Linked DNA regions of Sus scrofa: regions 2, 3 and 4 are each linked to region 1. A link is a contact called in public promoter capture Hi-C data. All regions are on one chromosome and are shown on one strand. Each heading gives the region's core, a stretch centred on a gene start, on an enhancer-like site or on the middle of the called end of the contact. The rest is flanking DNA. Distances are from core to core; before and after follow the strand shown.

Region 1 (3,105 bases), core at 470-2,969:
GCCTTGTACAATGGTATAGCATCTTTGTCCAGGACCAGGAAATGCCACACTATACTAGTAAAATGCAGCATTTCCAAAAGGAAAAGCACACTTTTTCTGTAGCGAAAAAGAGAAAAAAAACTATAAGTAATTAACTGATTAAAGAATTCTCCTCTAACAACATATATCTTATTCTAATTGGTGGTAAGGTAACTATCCACAATCATCTATTTCTCTGGCTAAAAAATCCGGCGAATCCAAGAGCAATGTGCTCTATGCCAATTCTTTCATTTCCTTACGAAGGCTTTCTTCATTTTAAAGATATTTAAACAACTGAAATATCAAAAGTAGCTGCACACGCTATGTCATATTCATTCCTTTATCCGGTTTTATTTTATTCAGTCTTCAAGAATATCCGAAATAACCTTATTCAATTATTATCTGTCTTTCCCTTCTGGCATGTAAGCTCCACGAGGACAGGAATTCTGTCGTGCTTGCCACTGTGTCCCCAGTGAATGGCATCTAATGAAAAGGTGTTGGGGGGGGGGAGACACACAAATCTAACCAAGACAATAAATAAAGACTTGGGGGGGGGGAGAGAAAACCACACTGAAATGTACAAGCTGACAAGACTCCAGGCTATAACGCCAGCTCAGAGGCTTGGTGACATTTTCCAAGGTGGACAGGTGCTTCACACCTATCTAAAGGCATAGAGCTCTTCCAGGAAGAAGAAAATCCACAGGGAGGTTTCCAGGTGGCTGAATGCCGCTCCCAGAAGAGTGGAAACGATTATTACCATAATAGAAATATGGCCCAGGTCGAGAGAAAAAAACCAACCAAACAATACACCATACATTTGGCCCAGATGAAAAATCACACGAACCCCCAACACAGTCAAGCAGCCTTCCGCTCGACTCGTAAAAAGAGCACAGCCTCCTTTCCCCTGGCTGTGCAGTCGTCGGCAGCCCAACCACCCCCTCACTTGCCACTTTTCTCTCCCAAGGAACCCCCCCTCCCGCCCCCGCCGCCCCAGCTGGTCCAAGGGGAGAGGGAATGGAAGGAAGAGTCTGAGAATTAGCTTCCTCCACCCTTATCCGAGCCCAATTCCTTCCAAAGCGAAATCCTGTCTACTCTCGCCGGTCGCCGAGGCCTCGACCCCCGCTACGGGCTCCTCCGGTTGCCCCTCACTCACGTGTAGATGATGGCCATGAAATGCATCAGCCACAGCACCAAGAAGAGGACGAACCCGAAGACGGCCATTCCCTCCAGGGCCAGGTCCAGCAGCGCCATCCCCCGGCCCGGCCCGGCCCGCTCCGGCCGCCGCCGCGGACAGCGCTCCCGTAGGAGGACGACAGGGTGGGCGCCCGGCGCGGGGGCGCAGAAGGGGAGAGGAAGGTGGGGAGAGGAAGGGGAGGAGGGGGTGGGGACGGAAGGGGCGGGCAGGGCCTGCGCGCCCCCGCCCGCGCGCACTCGCCCGCGCGCTGGCCTGGGCGCGCTCGCGGCTACAGGCGCTGCGGTGGCCGGGCTCAGTGATCAGGGAGGCCGTGGCCCCACGCTCCGGCTCGCCTCTCCCCCGCCTCGGCGCCGCGGGCCGGACCCTGCGCGCCTACGCCCCCTCCGCCGCTGCCCCTTCCGCCTTCCCGCAGCCTAGTGGCTGGGCTCCTGGCAGCACAGATCCGAGCCCTGCTCAGCCGCCGCAGCTCCGAGCACTAATCGAAACCCGCGGTGGCGCCCCGACTCCCTGGTGCACCCCGCCCCGCCCCGGCCCTCCGAGGGGCGGTGCATGCGGCTCCTCTCCGCCCACCCCACCGCCCTCGCGCCCGTAGCGTCACGGTCGTGAGCGCGCCCCTGGGTGGCTTCTGCCGCCAGAGGCGGGCGGGGCTTTACCCCAGCTCCGGGTTCCGGCCGCCGCCCACCTCTCTGCGTCCGGCGGAGGCGCGCGGGAAGGCCAGCCCTGCAGTCCTGGGCTGTCCTCTGTCGGTGAAGCGGAGCCCTGTGTCCAGCTCAGAGACTGCTTTCCCTTTGTCCGACTCTGGTGTTCCAGGGCGCCCAGGAAAAGACCTGGGGTTCCAGGGGGGCCCCCGAGCCGTCTCGCAGACCAACTCCCCAATGCTGTGTCCACAGCCTCTGCGCCGGTCCTTGCTCAGAGCCGCTTAGGCCCTCCTCCAAGCCACGTTCCTGGGCGCTGGGGTGTCCCATTGCATTCCTCCCTCGCTGCTTTTAATGCTTGTGGCGTCTTGGACCACAAGGGATCGTGAAAATAATCTCCTACTTCACAGATCTCTAAGTACCTTAGAGACAGCGTGTAACATACAAGAAATTGTCAAACTCAGAATGTAAAGAATCAGCTAATATTGAAGTTCCTTAAGGTTCCTGCCCAATATGATAGCCATAGGTGGCTACTGAGCCTTAACATGAGGTTAGTAGGAATTGAAATGTATTTTGAGTGTAAATCATATGCCGGTATCAAAGACATCTCCTTAATTTTATGTTGATTACATGTTGAAACGATAGTTTTGATATATTGAGTTAAAGTATTCAAATTATTTCAGTGTTTTACTTTTTAAATTTAGCTAGCTACTGGAAAAATTTTAATTACACAGATAAAAAGAAAGTGAAGGTAAAAAATTAATAAATTACACAGTTGGAGAGCACTGCACTAAAATGGAAAGATGTAGCATTTTGGATAGTAAGGTGACTTAGTGTTTATCTTAATTTTAAATCAGTTCAGGGAGATGTTTTTATCTACCACTAAATGTTTCTGTTTGTTTCTTTAGCCTAGATGAGTTTATATAGTTTCACCATTGTTTTTATGTTTAGACAATGTTTATTATGTCAAGTGATTTCCTTTTAAATAATCCATGGCTTCCCTTGAGAGATTTCAGAATTGAATTCAGTTTTGAAAAGAGGCTGTTTATTTTTATTACTGCTATTTATTAGAATTAATGTTGATCAAATGAGCTACCTCAATCTACAATTAGATGATAAACTACAAGCAGAAAGGAGTTTAAATGAATGCCTGCCTTGAGAACCAATCCGGGATTTGCTGTACTCATTGTTTTACCTGGATAAAGTCAATAGGAAAGAAGAACGTTTAGAAACCAAATTTCCATTGTTGAGAGTTAA
Region 2 (3,116 bases), core at 386-2,885, 180 kb before region 1:
ACAGTGTTGTCACTGCTCGTGGCTTGTGGTTCGGGTCACTGCTGTGGCTCAGGTTTGATCCCTGGTCTGAGAACTTCTACATGCTATGGGCCTGGCCAAAAACCAAACAAAGAAAAATAGTCACAGGTGACAGAAACATATCTCACACTAACCCACAAAAAGCCATAGCTGGAAAGGATGGGAGTGGGAGCTTGTGGTATCAAAACTAGAGGGGTCAGAAGTTCCCGTTGTGGTTCAGTGGTTATGAACCTGAATAGTATCCATGAGGATATGGGTTCGATCCCTGGACTCACTCCGTGGATTGAGGATGTGGTGTTGCCTTGAGATGCAGTGTAGGTTGCAGGTGCGGCTCAGATCCCACATTGCTCTGGCTGTGGCGGAGGTCGGCAGCTGCAACTCTGATTTACCTCCTAGCCAGGGAACTTCCATATGCCGCAGGTGCCCTAAAAACTAAAAAACAAACTAACTAAAGGGACGGTTCCAGGCCTCCAGGACCTGGGACTTGAGACTTAACACCTTAAGTGGAACATAGGACTCTCCCTTTCTTTCTTTCTTCCTTTTTTTTTTTTTTTTTTTTTTTTTTTTTTTTTTTTTGGCTGTGCCCACGGCATGGGGAAGTTCCTGGGCCAGGGATCAAACCCACACCTGAGCCACAGCAGTGAGAATGCTAATCCTTTACCCACTAGGCTTCCAGGGACTCCGAGAGTCTCCCTTTCTATCTTGCCTCCTCTCTCTGTTTCTCAGTGTGACTTGGCCTCATTTTCTTCTTCTATAAGCTATGTGGCGGGGAAGAATAGGCACCAGCTGCCCCAGCTTAGCCAGTTCAGTGGGAACAGACAGTTTTTCACTTTAGGGAGTCTCATCCCCTAGGTAAGTGACTGTCCATTGGGTGAATCCCTGTTTGGAGGAGATAGGGTCGCATGATCTGCTTCCCTTGGGTTTGGGGCTTCCTGGGATGCCTCATTGGCAAGTGTACCGGGGTTGCACTGAGAAGGGGACTTGATCCCCATCAGGGAAAGAGGCATAGAAAACCCTGCTGGCAGACCCGAGCAAAGAGCTACAAATAGTCCACTCCTCTCAGCCATGCGGCTGCTTAGCATGTGCACACACAGGCACGTACACTGCTGAGAAAAAGACCCTCCGTTAAGAAAGTGGACCTGTCCTCCATATAACCAAAAGTGGAACCCGAGGGGAAGACACCTCAAAGGTGGGTCTGTTACTAAATCCAGTGCCCAGACCAAGGTTCCCAGGGCTGACCCATCCCTCTTGGTCTGATCTAGATGTGCTTCTCATGATGGTCTGGCAGTCCAGACCAAATGGCAAATGTAACCATTCTCAAACCACAGTCTATAAGATGAAAGGGAAAAGTGGATCATCACAAGAAGTACATGCATTTGGAAAGGAGGAAAAGATAAAAGAACATTGCAGCGGTCCGAGGACCCACAGCAAGGACCACATCCTTCTGGACAGGAAAAGCAAGCATCTCTTGCCCTGCCAGCCAAATGGGTCGCTTGGTCTGTCAGGTTGGTGGCTTCGGGCTCTGCCTGATGGGGCAGCACCTGCGTCCCTTTCCTCCGAGTCTCCCCTGAGAGATGCCGTGGGGAGGAGCCCTGCTTCTGCTTTCCCGGGTGGTGATCCAGGTCGGGGAGCTGCCTTAGGGGTTGAGCAATCACAGGTCCTTGTTTGCCAGGCTGGGATTTCCCTGGCAGCACATTTCTTAAAACCAGCAGGCAACCTGCCACTGGATTTGGTTCATAAGAATTCCATTAATTTGTAGCTAAGACCAGAAATCAGGTCAAGTTTATGACCTTCTGAATCCTGACCTTTTCCTGGTGGTTCATTCCTCCTAGCAACAGCCTGGGGAATTCGGCTCTTAGCCCAGAGTATCACTTTAACTCCTCACATCCTGTCCCTTGCCTCAGAGCAGCAGAAAGCAATGAAAATAGGGGGATGAGGAAAGGCCCACATAACCCAGCTTCCAGGCGGGCGCCAGGGAGTGGGGCCTTACAACTGGGGGCTTGTTACCCTGTCAGGGGAGGGTACCTCGCAGGAAATGTTTGGGAGCAATGTGGAGAACTAGGCTTCCTTCATTCCTTTGCTTATCCCCTAGCATCATTTCTCAGCTGTTTATCTCTACTCCCACCAGCCTCAACAAGGGTAGGGAACATGGCTTTTCAGCTGGTCGAGGGGCGTTCCTGTCAGCCTGTCAGCCATCTTGGATTGCAGACCGCTCGGCGGGGAGCGCGGTGCTCGCGCTCTCTCAGGTGTTTTTGAGAAAATAATTTACACGTAACGTTGGGTGAGTTTAAGAGGTACCACGTGATGATTTGATTCACACGTATATTGCAACATGACTGCCGCAGGAAGATTAATTCATCCTTCCATCTCCTCACATACTCCCCATGCATATGTAATACGCATAAGGTACATGGATATGTGTTTTTGTATATAGTACATGTGCGCATGTGTGAATGTTGACAATCTACTCCCCTGGCAGCTTTTCAGTATACAGTACAGTATCGTTAACTCTAGTCACCACGCTGTACATTAGCTGCCCAGAACCTGTTTGTATTACGACTGGACGTTTGTACACTTTGATCAGCATCTGCCTATTTCCCTCACCCGTTAGTCCCTAGTAACCACCATTGGACTCTCTATTTCTATGAATTCTGCTTTTTTAGATCCCACATGCAAGGGAGGTCGTACAGTCTATGTTTTTCTCTGACGTATTTCACGCAGCACAGTAAGTGAGGGCCTCTCCCACGAAGATGGGTGCTGTTGCGTGTCTGCATACAGATCGGCTAGGCTTCCTTTCTTGGAACTGACTGATGACCGCAAGAAACAGTCACCCATCTGACACTTGGAAATTTTTCTGCCAGTCCATTCCCAAAAGCTTGAAGGGCGGACATGGAGTTCCCACAGGGAAAAGAGGTGCTTTTATCAGAAGAATGGAGAGGTGCAAGCATCCTGGAGAGGCACAGAAACAATAGCTTCCAGAACCCACTGCTTCAGCAGCTGTTTGGTCTGATTAACAAACTCAAATTGGGTAGAAGAAATGGCCCAGGGGCGGACTACAGTCTGTGATTAAGTTCACAGGAAGGACTTTGCTGTGGACA
Region 3 (3,010 bases), core at 491-2,990, 150 kb before region 1:
GCCATAAAAAAGAACAAGATAATACCATTTGCAGCAACATGGATGAACTAGAGACTCTCATACTAAGTGAAGTCAGAAAGAGAAAGACAAATACCATATGATATCACTAATATCTGGAGTCTAATATAGGGCACAAACAAACCGTTCCACAGAAAAGAAACTCATGGACTTGGAGAACAGACTTGTGGTTGCCAAGGGGAAAGGGAGGGAGTGGGATGGATTGGGGACTTGGGGTTAATAGTTGCAAACTACTGCTTTTGGAATGGATAGGCAATGAGATCCTGCTTAACCTGGGATCTATATCTAGTCAATTATGATGGAGCATAATAATGTGAGAAAAAAGAATGTATACATGTATGTATGACTGGGTCACCTTGCTGTACAGTAGAAAATTGACAGAACACTGTAAGCCAGCTATAATGGAAAAGATAAAAATTATTATAAAAAATAAAAAATAAAAATGGTGCATCTCTAAATGAAGCCACGTGGGGTTTGTTTTTTTTCCTGCAATCACCCTCTTTATTACTTTATTTGTGCTAATCTTCACACCAAACCATGAGTCCCAAGGGAGAGCCCAGCTCACTGCTCTGTCTGTTCAGGTGATTGCACCTGACTGCTCTTGCCCCCAAATCCCAGAAGGCCAAGGGGACAGGAGTCAGGATCACTTTAGTAAACATTTCCAACAACTACTTTTTAAAATTTCCATTAAAAGGACAGGCAGCTGGGTGACCCACGTCCCCTGCTAATCTACCCCACCAGCCCCAAGACATGTCTTTTATTAATGGCCAAACCTTTCAGTTGTTTCTGTATGAGCTTTATATAGCAGGTAGTGACAGATAGGGACATTTCTCTGAGTCTCTTAGTTTATAAATAGGATGTGGCTAGAGGGATGATCACCATTTATTGAATGCTTATCTGATGCTAGGCATGGAGCTATGCACTCTGTAAACAACCTACGTCATAGGTATTAAGTATCATGGTCATAATCGTTATCCTGATATATTTTATTTTATTTTATTTTATTGGCCCTGCCTATGGCATATGGAAGTTTTCAGGCCAGGGGTCCAACCCGTGCCATAGCAGCGACCCAAGCTGCTGCAGTGACAGTGCCAGATCCTTACCCCGCTGCACCACAAGAGAACTTCTCACTATCCCTACTTTAAAGGTAAAACTGAGGTTTAGAAGCAGCTAAGTCACCACCCAAGGTCATTAATTGATACCTTGAAGAACTGAAATTCTAACCCAGGTCCTTGTCCTCTAAATCTTACATTTGGAATTTTTTGGTACACACAATTACGGACAAGCAAAAAATTATTTCCTTTATAGAGGAGCCTCTGGATGATAAACTCAATTTCCTATTCTCTTGTTAAGAGATCACAAAAGGACTGACCCCTAGGAATGAAAATCAAACACTAGCAACTACTTCTTTTTTGCTTCTCAGCTGACACCTAAGTGTTCCATTTTTTTTTTTTTTTCAGGTTTCAGTATGACTCCTTTTGTTTCCCAATAAATATATTTTAGTTTTGGAAACTTTGATTTTAAGGTGGGTGTGAAGTTTGTTCTAGGTGCTTATCTATCCAAACAATTTGGAGTACAGTTAATTTTTAAATGCCTCTTGGCAATTGTTTTAAACAGCATTCCAACCGCTGAGAAAATTGAAAGATAAATGAGTTTGCTTCCTAGGAAACTACTAAAAGAATGACTCCTTTCTTGTTCATGGTAATTAAATTCTCGCATTCAATTCCACATCAGAAGTAGCTTCCCTTTCATTTCCTATGATATTTTAACCATTTTTTCCCCTGCACAGTGACCAAAGCACCTCATTATGCAAACGCTCTTGTGCTTTTCTGATTCCTGTCCTTGTTAGACACCCCTCACCACCCCCCAATATTCAAAGTATCAATAACATTTTATTTGGAAGGACATTCTAAGTAAACGGGTTTGCAGAGACCATATTCCATCCCATGACAGAGTCTTGGTCATCTGCCTCTAATATTTCTTCACACAAGAACTTGCCAAAGCTCACGTGTCCCAATTTCAGAAAACAGCATGACCTTGTCACCTGATTCTGAAGCCCCAGATCAGTGATCCGCAATCTTTACTGCACATTGAAATCATCTGGGAAGCTTTTACAAATACGGAGGCTGAAGTCTCTCATGACTCTGATTTAAGTGACATGGCATGCCACCTGGGCTTTGAGATTTTTTTTTAAAACGTCCTCAGGTAACTCTAATGTGCAGCCAAGTTTGAAATTCACTGCCCCAGAGCCCCAGGGTGCAGGTTTAGCCATAATCCTCTCTGAAGCAGAATAAAAGGGAAGAGGCAAAGGTTAGGTAGAATCATCGGTCCTATCTTTTTTTTTTTTTTTTTTTTTTTGTCTTTTTGCCATTTCTTGGGCTGCTCCTGCGGCATATGGAGGTTCCCAGGCTAGGGGTCCAATCGGAGCTGTAGCTGCCAAGCCTATGCCAGAGCCACAGCAACTCGGGATCCAAGCCGCATCTGCAACTTACACCACAGCTCATGGCAACGCGCCCGCCGGATCCTTAACCCGCTGAGCTAGGCCAGGGATTGAACCCGCAACCTCGTGGTTCCTAATCGTATTCGTTTCCACTGCGCCACGATGGGAACTCCAGACCACAGCAAGTCTCAATGGCAATACAACATTGCATAGTGCCTGAAACTAATTCTGATAATTGCATTATTTTCTAATAGTTGTGTTATTTTAGTTCTTTTGGGAAGAATTTAATGGATGTTTGTAAGCCTTTGGTAGATGTGGATTTCAATTGTCAGTCTCTTTCCACTGACTCCTTCATTTTGGTTACAAACATGCAAATCTTCTCTGGGCTTTAAGACATTTTCCTTTGTCCTGCTTCCCACTCAATTACCAGATTAAAGATATCAACGATGCCCAGTAGGGTTGAGGCTCCCTGCCGGGAAGAGCATCAGCTTGGAAAAGGGGAGAAATCAGAAAGCCTAGAATTTATAACAGAAATCATCAGTGTGGTAGACT
Region 4 (3,038 bases), core at 50-2,549, 200 kb before region 1:
GTTGGGGATCCAGCGTTGCCATGATAAGTCTTAGATGTGGCTCCGATCTCCCTTGCTGTGGCAGCTACAGCTCTGATTAGACCCATAGTCTGGGAACCTCCATACGCCCCAGGTTCTGCCCTAAAAAGAAAAAAAAAAAGTGAAAATTCAACTTGTTAAGATCTTAGTAAAAGGTAGACAACCAAACAAAACAAGAACAGCGCCCAAGCCCTCTCAAATAAAAGAGCCTTATATATTGATATGAGGAGGTATGCCTAGCTGCCTAAGATGTGGCTTTGTTTTCAGTCAAACGGTGAGCTTTTGAATTTTACCAGAAATGTGAGGCAAGGGATTTGGACCTGGAATCTGCAGTGGCTGATTTTCCAGAAAAAGTGTGAATGGAATTTCCCTCCTGAGTGTCTTACATTCAACTAAATCTTACTGATGGGAAACAGGATGCAAACGAGCACTTTAAATATATTGCTGACCTCAGAGGAGAGTGAAAGTTTTTGGAATGTTGAAGGACAGAGGCAAGTGTTGCCGTGAAAACGGAAGAGGGTGCTGGCGCGAAGGGTGGTGAGATGGAGATGTTATTACCGTGCTTCTGACTCAGGGCTCATGTGCTCCCGAAGGCAGTGCACTGATGGGAATTCTTCAGAATAGCCCTACCAGTTGGACTGTCTTTAGGTCCAGGGGAAGAACAAACAAACCCAAAGGGTCAGAAGCACTGTCGTACACTGGTCATGCTCTCTTCTAGCAAAGTCAAAAAGCCTGTAGGCAAAATTTTCTTCTCATTGAAACTGGGAGAGAAGCAGAGAGGAGGAAATGGGGTGGGGGCGGGTGAGGGCGGGGAGAAGGCACATGCCTGCATGAAGGTAAAGATTAACCACTTTCAGAGTTCCCATCGTGGTGCAGTGGAAACAAATCCGACTAGGACCATGAGGTGGTGTGTTCGATCCCTGGCCTCGCTCAGTGGGTTAAGGATCCGGCGTTGCTGTGACTGTGCTGCAGGCTGGCAGCAACAGCTCTGAATGGACCCCTAGCCTGGAAACCTCCAAAAAAACTTAACCACTTGTTCTGCACAACAGGGTGATTATTTGAGGTTGAAGGTTTCTTCTGGTACCAAGGATGCTGGAGGGAAAAAGGGAAATCAATAAAGTGAAGGAAATCATTCCTTCCCCAGTCTGTCTTCAGTGCCAGGGCTGGCAGCATAGGTGGGAATTTTCCCATTTCAGGAAGGACCGGGACAGGACCAGGTTTCTTGAGTTCTTCTGCTGTGGACCTCTCTTCCACAGACCATCCGAGGACAGGGCTCTGCTGTGTCCTCAGTGAAAATCCTGTCTCCAATGTTTTCCTGCTGGTCCCCCTGGCTCCCAGCAGGCAGAAGCTGTCCCAGAGGTCCGGAGAGGGGCTGGCCTTCATCCCAGCTGCTTCCCTCTTGGTCCAGATGCTCTCAATCTTTCACGGACACAGGTTCTTTGACATTTGAGGACCTAATATTAGTTCAGGCTAGGAGAGAGCCACACGTCCTTCCATCCTACACAGGCTGCCTCTCTCTCTCGTCCCCTGAAATCTCCCAGCTACTTTCCGGCTTCAAATCAAGCCCCAACCCCTCCAGGAAGGGGAGCAGGTGTTGGGGCAGGGGAGCAGATGTCTCCCTGCCCCTCTCATTGAAAGCATCCCACTGCAGGGTGCACTGAGACAAGGTGGTACACCACAGGGCTGCGGTGTTATTTTCTTATATTAATGTTACCTTTTTTTTTTTTTGTTAAAACAAAATATGAATGGGAAAGTTTCTTTATATCAGATGCCTAAAAGCCTGGGTTTCCATGTTGTAGGAGTTGGGGAAGGGTATGCTGTGACTTCACAATTTAATTCAGCAAATATCTATTGATGGGTTATGTACAGAGATGGGTGCTCAGGGCTGAAGGGGAGATAAAGATAAAAAAAAGTCTGGTTCCTCCTCCCTGGGAGGCCAAGTCTCATCACCTTGATAGTGGAGATGTAGCTACCCTTGCCTTACCTGGTGACTTATGGCGTAAGCCCCATTTTCTCTATTGCTATCATTTCCTTCCTTCTTTTCTCTCTCTCTCTCTCTTTCTTTCTTTCCTTCTTTCTTTCTTCCTTCCTTCCTTCCTTCCTTTCTTCCTTCTTTCTCTTTTGTCTTTTTAGGGCTATACCCACAGCATATGGAAGTTCCCACCCTAGGGGGCAGCTGTAGCTGCCAGCCTACACCACAGCCACAGCAACTCAAGATCCGAGTGGTGTCTGCGACCTACGCTAAAGTTCATGGCAATGCTGGATCCCTGACCCACTGAGCAAGGCCAGGGATTGAACCTGCATCCTCCTGAATTCTAGTCGGCTTCGTTAACATCTGAGCCACAACAGGAACTCCTCCACTGGCATCATTTTCAATTTATCCTGCCTTAAATGGGGGTGGGGGAGGCATGGTCTATCTGGGGAGGTGCCCGAGATTAGAAAAGAACCATTAGGGTGTCTTTATTTTTATGTATTTAATCGTGTTAGGCCCTTGCATTTACTTGAAGGTCATAGCATGAGGTCATGGCCTCTGTTTAGATTTGGTTTCAATACAATTCTCTTCTACTTGTGGTCCTTTTTGTTCATTTTAATGGGTTTTAGAGGAATTTTTAACACATTTGAGCTTCTGTTACCTCCTTCTCATCAATTTTAATAGTTTGGCTACATTAATGGATATGAATCTTTTTGATAGACATAATACACACACCCCTGAGGTTATCTACTATTTAATTTTCTTTTCAATATTCCTTTTTTTTTCTTCTTTTTTTTTTCTTTGTTTTTGGCCACCCCAAGGCATATGGAGTTCCTGGGCCAGGGATCAGATCCAAGCCACGGTCATGACTCAAGCCACAGTTGTGACCCGAGCTGAAACTGTAGCAATGCAGGATCCTTGACCCACTGTGCCAGGCTGGTGATCGAACCTACATCCCTGTGCTCCCGAGATGCTGCTGGGTCCACTATACCACAGCAGGAATTCCTCGATATTCTTTTTGACATTTAGACATTTTAGGTTTTCATGT

Evidence for each region. Promoter capture Hi-C pulls out the DNA fragments that hold promoters and counts their contacts.
Region 2: a promoter capture Hi-C map of liver shows a contact between it and region 1, with 3 times the contacts expected there. The contact joins the enhancer-like site here to the promoter of UGCG in region 1. A contact is called at or near these places in 3 of 5 promoter capture datasets (fetal liver, fetal skeletal muscle and liver), 8 of 47 Hi-C or Micro-C datasets (embryonic fibroblasts, liver, mesenteric adipose tissue and 3 more) and 2 of 2 datasets of contacts at active chromatin or transcription factors (alveolar macrophages and skeletal muscle).
Region 3: a contact with region 1 is called in a promoter capture Hi-C map of liver, with 2.5 times the contacts expected there. The contact joins the enhancer-like site here to the promoter of UGCG in region 1. A contact is called at or near these places in 2 of 5 promoter capture datasets (fetal skeletal muscle and liver), 4 of 47 Hi-C or Micro-C datasets (embryonic fibroblasts, liver and skeletal muscle) and 2 of 2 datasets of contacts at active chromatin or transcription factors (alveolar macrophages and skeletal muscle).
Region 4: a contact with region 1 is called in a promoter capture Hi-C map of liver, with 10 times the contacts expected there. The contact joins the enhancer-like site here to the promoter of UGCG in region 1. A contact is called at or near these places in 3 of 5 promoter capture datasets (fetal liver, fetal skeletal muscle and liver), 22 of 47 Hi-C or Micro-C datasets (alveolar macrophages, embryonic fibroblasts, fetal heart ventricle and 11 more) and 2 of 2 datasets of contacts at active chromatin or transcription factors (alveolar macrophages and skeletal muscle).

What each region holds. Positions count from the first base shown.
Region 1 is chr1:252,650,464-252,653,568 of Sscrofa11.1, reverse strand. It overlaps UGCG (ceramide glucosyltransferase), which reads right to left and starts at 1,719. Exons shown (of 8, transcript XM_021067532.1): 1 at 1,172-1,719. The coding sequence starts at 1,269.
Region 2 is chr1:252,830,405-252,833,520 of Sscrofa11.1, reverse strand. The region is part of intron 14 of SUSD1 (sushi domain-containing protein 1); the gene reads left to right. Among named protein-coding and RNA genes, the nearest start is that of SUSD1, 120 kb to the left of the region's middle. Within about 2 kb of position 1,635, at least 9 of the 83 cell types and tissues checked have an H3K27ac peak or open chromatin away from gene starts, as enhancers often do. A contact at or near this core is called in liver and retroperitoneal adipose tissue, where this site is marked.
Region 3 is chr1:252,798,536-252,801,545 of Sscrofa11.1, reverse strand. No RefSeq gene overlaps it. Among named protein-coding and RNA genes, the nearest start is that of UGCG, 150 kb to the right of the region's middle. Within about 2 kb of position 1,740, at least 3 of the 83 cell types and tissues checked have an H3K27ac peak or open chromatin away from gene starts, as enhancers often do. A contact at or near this core is called in liver, where this site is marked.
Region 4 is chr1:252,851,207-252,854,244 of Sscrofa11.1, reverse strand. All of the region lies in intron 12 of SUSD1 (sushi domain-containing protein 1), which reads left to right. Among named protein-coding and RNA genes, the nearest start is that of SUSD1, 100 kb to the left of the region's middle. Within about 2 kb of position 1,299, at least 34 of the 83 cell types and tissues checked have an H3K27ac peak or open chromatin away from gene starts, as enhancers often do. A contact at or near this core is called in alveolar macrophages, fetal liver, fetal skeletal muscle and 4 more, where this site is marked.